Regions from separate parts of the Mus musculus genome. Here region 1 is linked to region 2. The links are chromatin contacts, called in public HiChIP or PLAC-seq maps. All regions are on one chromosome and are shown on one strand. The core of a region is the stretch at or near the end of the contact, and the rest is flanking DNA. Distances in the headings are between cores, read along the strand shown.

Region 1 (2,700 bases), core at 147-2,646, 120 kb after region 2:
CTAGCCTCAGTCCTCTGCAAGTGCTTCCCCCAGCAGGCGTGTGAACAGCATTATCAACAACAGCCACAGTTAACTGGTTTTCCCTGAATATTTCCTATACAATAGGGACTTTGTTCCAGTTTCTTTATATTTCCATAGCCCTTACACAGTTGTAGCTTTGAAAATGCATCTCTTCTTTCTTTATTACAAATTCTGTGTAGGGTGAAACAGAACAGAACATATATACACCTACCACGAGTGGCAAGTGTAAAATTCCTCCTCCTTTCCTTTGCCATGTAAATTAAATAATAATTAACTTTAGATTAATTAGATCAGGGTCCTTACTAATCTTGGAGAACTGGTTGCCTTCAGAGTTGTTCAAAGATCACGTTCTGGGGAACAGAGAAATTACTAACTGATGTTAACTTCCTTCCAAATATTATAAACATGCCGTTCCTCATACTCCTCTCAAACTAATTGATCCATGTCCCATTCTGCTGTTCCCTTTCCCAGAAGTGCAGTCATGTTCTGATCCATTTTCTCTGGGTTGTTTATGGACTGAGATGAGGAAAAGAAGCAGAGAAATCTTGAGATTAGTTCTCCTGGAGTCTAATCCTTTCCTGGGATGTCTACTCAGAGCTCAGCCTCTTTCAGCAGCACTAGTAAGCAGACACTGGAAGGCTTTGCTTAAGAATGCTTTCACCCCACCTGCTCTATAACTCTTTTGCCACCTATGAGGTCATCTACTCCCTATCCTCCCTCCCCCTGTATGTGGGGGTGGGAAAGATCTGCAATGCCCCTGGCAACAGTCTCAGTAAAAGAGTTTGGTTGAGTTGTTTACTATCCTTGAAGCAACACTAGACAGGAGATGAAAACAGAAGAGGTGAACTGGAGTCATGCACCCAACATTAGAAAAGAAAAGGCAACGTTCTAGACAAATCACATGGCTTGGGAACAGGGCAAGGACCTAGCAGGAAAGAAAATTGCTTACTAAATGCTCCCTCTTGAAAACTTACAGGAGAAGATTTTTCAAGAAGTAAAAGATTCATAACCCTATGATTCAAGAATCTGGAAGTGAGTGTGACTCATTCTGGTTGCAAGGCAGAGAAAAGGCTGTTCTGACTGAGTAACTAGCAATCTCTAGAGAGGAGCAGGGAAATGAGGAAGCTGAAGAATGCTCTGTGGATACACAGACCACAGGAACAAAAACAAACAGAAAAGTAGGCTAACAAGACTAATTTCCAGATGAAACATCTCTACATTTTTATAGTCAGTAGAGCGGCTTTATTCGTAGTTTTTGCAGCAAAAACAATGGTCAAAAACAGGAGATTTATTCCTTAGGGCAAATACAAGACCAAAGGATATAAGGAAAGAATGCCTGTGGGCTGGGGCTATAGCTCGGTGAGTAGAATGTTTGCCTGGAATGCACAACACCCTGAGCTTGATCCCCTTTAATCCCAGCACTTGAGAGGTAAAGGCAAGAAGATCAAAAGTCAAAGAGCATCTTTGGCTACATGGAAAGTTGGAGGCAGACTGAGCTACATGAGACATTCTTAAGAAAGAGAAGAAAGGGAGGAGAAGGGAGGGTAAGAGAGGGGAGAGGAGAGGAGAAGAGAGGAGAGGAGAATGCCTACTTAGCCTCTTTCAGTCATGGGAGAGATGAGTCTGCATCACCAAGTAGCTGTTCTTATCCTAAGTAATCTAAATCAATTTCACTAGCGTGAAAAACTAACCTGCTCAAATATTGTATGATTTGTTCTCTTACTGCCATCTTGTGAAGTTCTAGACAAAGTGGATGACATTATCTCCATAGAAAATGTCTTATTCCTTCCTAGAAGACAGAAGCCATGGATGGAGTGCCAGCGGCTTGCTGCACCTTGATACTGAAAGCCAAGTACTAGAATACTGAGGAGCACAACGTCAACCACTGGCTTGCTCCTCTTCTGGAACTTGTTTGCCTCTGGGTGGTAAAAGGGTAACATGTTCCCCGACTTAGAACCAATTTTAACAGCATTGAAAAATGTAGATCCAATTCTGTATCAGCTTATCTTAAACCAACAAGATAAGAGGAGAGAGACATTTCGTCAATACAGTCAAGGGTCTGATTTGGCTGGGCCTGGAGTGGGGAGCAACCCCACATCCTCTAGGGACTCTTAAGATCATCAAATGGCTTCACATTAACTGCATTTCCTAGTAGAAAAAGTGCAGCTTGGGCAAGCAAGAGTTCTCAAAATGTGACTCAATGATAGTTTGGTGGGGACAAAGAAGGAAACGCTGGGAGAATTGGGGCTTGGGGTTCTTTTGTTTTGTTTTCAACCTCAGCAGGGTCTGAGGGCACAGTCTCTGTCCAGATGGTGTCTCTAAAAGACAGAAGATGTGAGAAGCACAACCGGTTCCTCCAGCTGCTTGAGCAGACCTGAGTCTCCAGAAGTACATGACACATAATGGGGTCCGACATACCAGAGACACACAAAATGGTGCCAAGCCCAGGGCATTGCCTGCTTCCTGCCCTCTGTCCACAAACACACTGCTAGGACATGCTGTTCCTCACGTACACCCTCACATTACACAGTTGCACACCATTCAAGATTATTGGACTATAGCTGACTGAATGAAGTATGTATACATATGCCAGTGAAATCCTGAATTAACCTAGATCTGCACTCTGGTGCTGGTCTCCAAAGTCTTCTTCCCAGATAACTCATTGTGTCTTCACCACCC
Region 2 (2,700 bases), core at 112-2,611:
AGCAGGTTCTGGGTAGGAAGTTGACATATTAGCATGCTGTGGGCATTCTGGGGAGTAGGGATTCCAGAGTAGTCAGCAGGAACTGAAAGATACCGGATCTTATGTGACTGAAAGTGGGAAGACCACGTTGATCATTGCCATTGCGTGATGACACCTGTGTCTGTGTGCCGGTGATGCATAGAAAACACAAAAGCACTTGCCTATGTCATATGACCAGTCAATTTACGTTTACTCAAGAAAGTCATTTTTTTACTCTTGAGAACTAAAAACTTCTGTGAAATAGGATGTGAAATTCAAATGATGTTGCCACATGGGCCCTTTTTCCTTTTCTCAAACATAAAAAGGGATGTGAAAAACTTCTCTGAAACACATGCTCAACATACCATGAGGGTTTTTTAAAACAGTAGAAATACTTCCTCTCCTCACTGAGTCTCTGAGCCTGACACAGGCCTGCCATGATATATAAGTGCAATATTAACTTTTAAAATTGACGCACAGGCATGTCTCCAAGACTCTTAGAGGCAGATTTGAAAAATAATTTCCAACTGTTTCTTTCTGGTTTTGTTTTCTTCTTCTGTGACAGTGTAGTATGAGTCCCTTGAGTTCAACCATCCCTGCTCCTCCCACTTACCTAGTTATGAGACTGCACTGTTTTACTTATCTGTAACATGTTACAGGATGAAGTTAGATAACCTGTAAGTAAGTGCCACCAAGCAAAACACCTCTGGCATTATCAGGAGATTGATAGCTTTCCAGCCTCTGGGTCCCATGCCTCAACACCTTTCAAATACACCTTTCTATTCCCGGTATCCAAAGTCAGGATGGCAAGCCAATTAAGGAACCCCTTTTTGGTCTTCCCTCTGCTCTAGCAAGTTATTCTAGGGCCTGTTTTCTTGCCTATAAAAGGGGGGTTATGGTACCTCTTAAAGTTATTTTCATGGAAGTTAAATGGTTTAAGTACAAGAATGCTCAAAAGAGTAACTGCTTTGCACTGAAAGTGTAAGCACTTAATCACGATTCTCTACGTGGGAACGTCTTCTCAGTCCTGGATCTGCAGGACACAGGAACAGTACCTGGGACACGTAAGTACAAAGCAAATATTTGTAAGGAATGATTAAGTGCAGAAGCATGCTGTTTCCCTTTGCTTGACCTAAATGATCCCTTTAGAGACTGTGGGACCTGTGTGGGTGTACACAGGACAAGTGTTTAGAAACTACTCTCAATGGAAATCAAGAAACTTCCCCTGGCTTCTCGTAACCCACACTGTATTTTCCATGACCCATTATCACATGCTTTCACAGTGAATATAACCTGCCCCATCTTGTACCAGGTACAGATCTTAACTAGATTCTTGAACGCTTGTGTGCATGCCAGCACGCCTCTGTGCTGCCTCTGTCCAGGCTGCTGGGAGTGTAGTGTCACTCCTATAGCCCTGCATCAGGATGCAACAAATAGGTCTCTGGAGTGCCTCATTTTCCACAGATCTTGTGAGTAGATAACTGTATCAGAATGATTTGTCTTTTATAGACACCGTTCAATATTTTCCTTTCCCCTAACAATATTTTAAGTGGCAGAGTTAAGTTAAGTGCTACTAGAGTGTGATACATGTCCTGATGACACTCTTGGTGACCTGGAAGTCATTCTAACAGTTTTCAGTGCACAATTGTACATAATGCATTGGGTAGCTCAGGCTCAGTGTGATTATCCTACTGTGAAATCAAAAGTGGCCTCAACATATTCTCTCTGTGTTGCTCTTAACTTTCTCCCATGAAGCTCTACATGACATGAGTCATGTTGTTTTCCTCCTGTGATGTTTTACATGCAAACCCTGGGTACTTAATCCCAAGCCAATGACTCTTGAAAGTCTTCAATGCACTATGACTTGAGAAGAGAACTCTGGGAAGCGTCCTGTGCTGCTTTTACTAAAACACACCAAAGGTAACCTATTTTCCTTAGCTTCAGTGTCCTGCTTTATCTTCTTCTCTCCCTATGTTGAGCCAGCCAAATGTTGGTCATGAGAAGTATGAGGAGCTGCTGGTGTGAAAATAGACCAGCATCTGGGAAGATGTAAGACAAACTTGCTACACATGTATAGAGACTTGGAGTTCTGCATTTGACATTCTATTCCACCTCTCCCTGAAGCTAAACTTGGGAAGACAATTACTTGGGGAAACAACTCCCTAATTTTAGAACAGTTATATTTTTGAATATGGAATTAGTTGCTCTCAGTACTTTGATCATTCCATACTACATTTATGAAGAACTCTTTTGAGGCTTACTGAATAGATTTTCTAGTTCTCATCTTACCAACCAAACAGGCCCTGTGTGATTTGAGCGTGAGCCTCACATTCCATCCCCATAATTAAATACTGAGACAGTAGATGTTTTAATAACAAAAACATCAAGTCATCCATCTCCATTGTACTTGCTCATGTACGTATTAAAGTGCCAGGATATAAACCTCTAGTCTTTTTCAGTGAGCTTCAGACTGTTATGTCAAAAAATACTCTAAAACCTGTTGACACATTTCCCACCTCCAAAGAAATCTTGGAGCTCTTGGCTTTACATTTAACTTATTGAACACATAAGAATATATCAGTCTTAGCTCAAACCCAGGGCCTTATGATTGATCATCTAATTCCAACTTGCCAGAGTTCTACAAAGGACCTATTAAAAGACACATTGCTACGTATAAAGGTG

What was found. HiChIP or PLAC-seq counts read pairs in DNA pulled down with a chosen protein or histone mark.
Region 1: an HNF4G HiChIP or PLAC-seq map of pancreatic cancer cells shows a contact between it and region 2. The contact joins two enhancer-like sites. A contact is called at or near these places in 3 of 15 datasets of contacts at CTCF or cohesin (CD8 T cells, the NIH/3T3 cell line and large pre-B cells), 6 of 484 Hi-C or Micro-C datasets (B cells, CD4 T cells, Sertoli cells and 2 more) and 2 of 115 datasets of contacts at active chromatin or transcription factors (microglia and pancreatic cancer cells).

What each region holds. Positions count from the first base shown.
Region 1 is chr12:35,832,400-35,835,099 of GRCm38.p6, forward strand. No RefSeq gene overlaps it. Among named protein-coding and RNA genes, the nearest start is that of Gm40388, 87 kb to the left of the region's middle. Within about 2 kb of position 1,397, at least 100 of the 459 cell types and tissues checked have an H3K27ac peak or open chromatin away from gene starts, as enhancers often do. A contact at or near this core is called in pancreatic cancer cells, where this site is marked.
Region 2 is chr12:35,711,615-35,714,314 of GRCm38.p6, forward strand. No RefSeq gene overlaps it. Among named protein-coding and RNA genes, the nearest start is that of 9130015A21Rik, 18 kb to the left of the region's middle. Within about 2 kb of position 1,362, at least 79 of the 459 cell types and tissues checked have an H3K27ac peak or open chromatin away from gene starts, as enhancers often do. A contact at or near this core is called in pancreatic cancer cells, where this site is marked.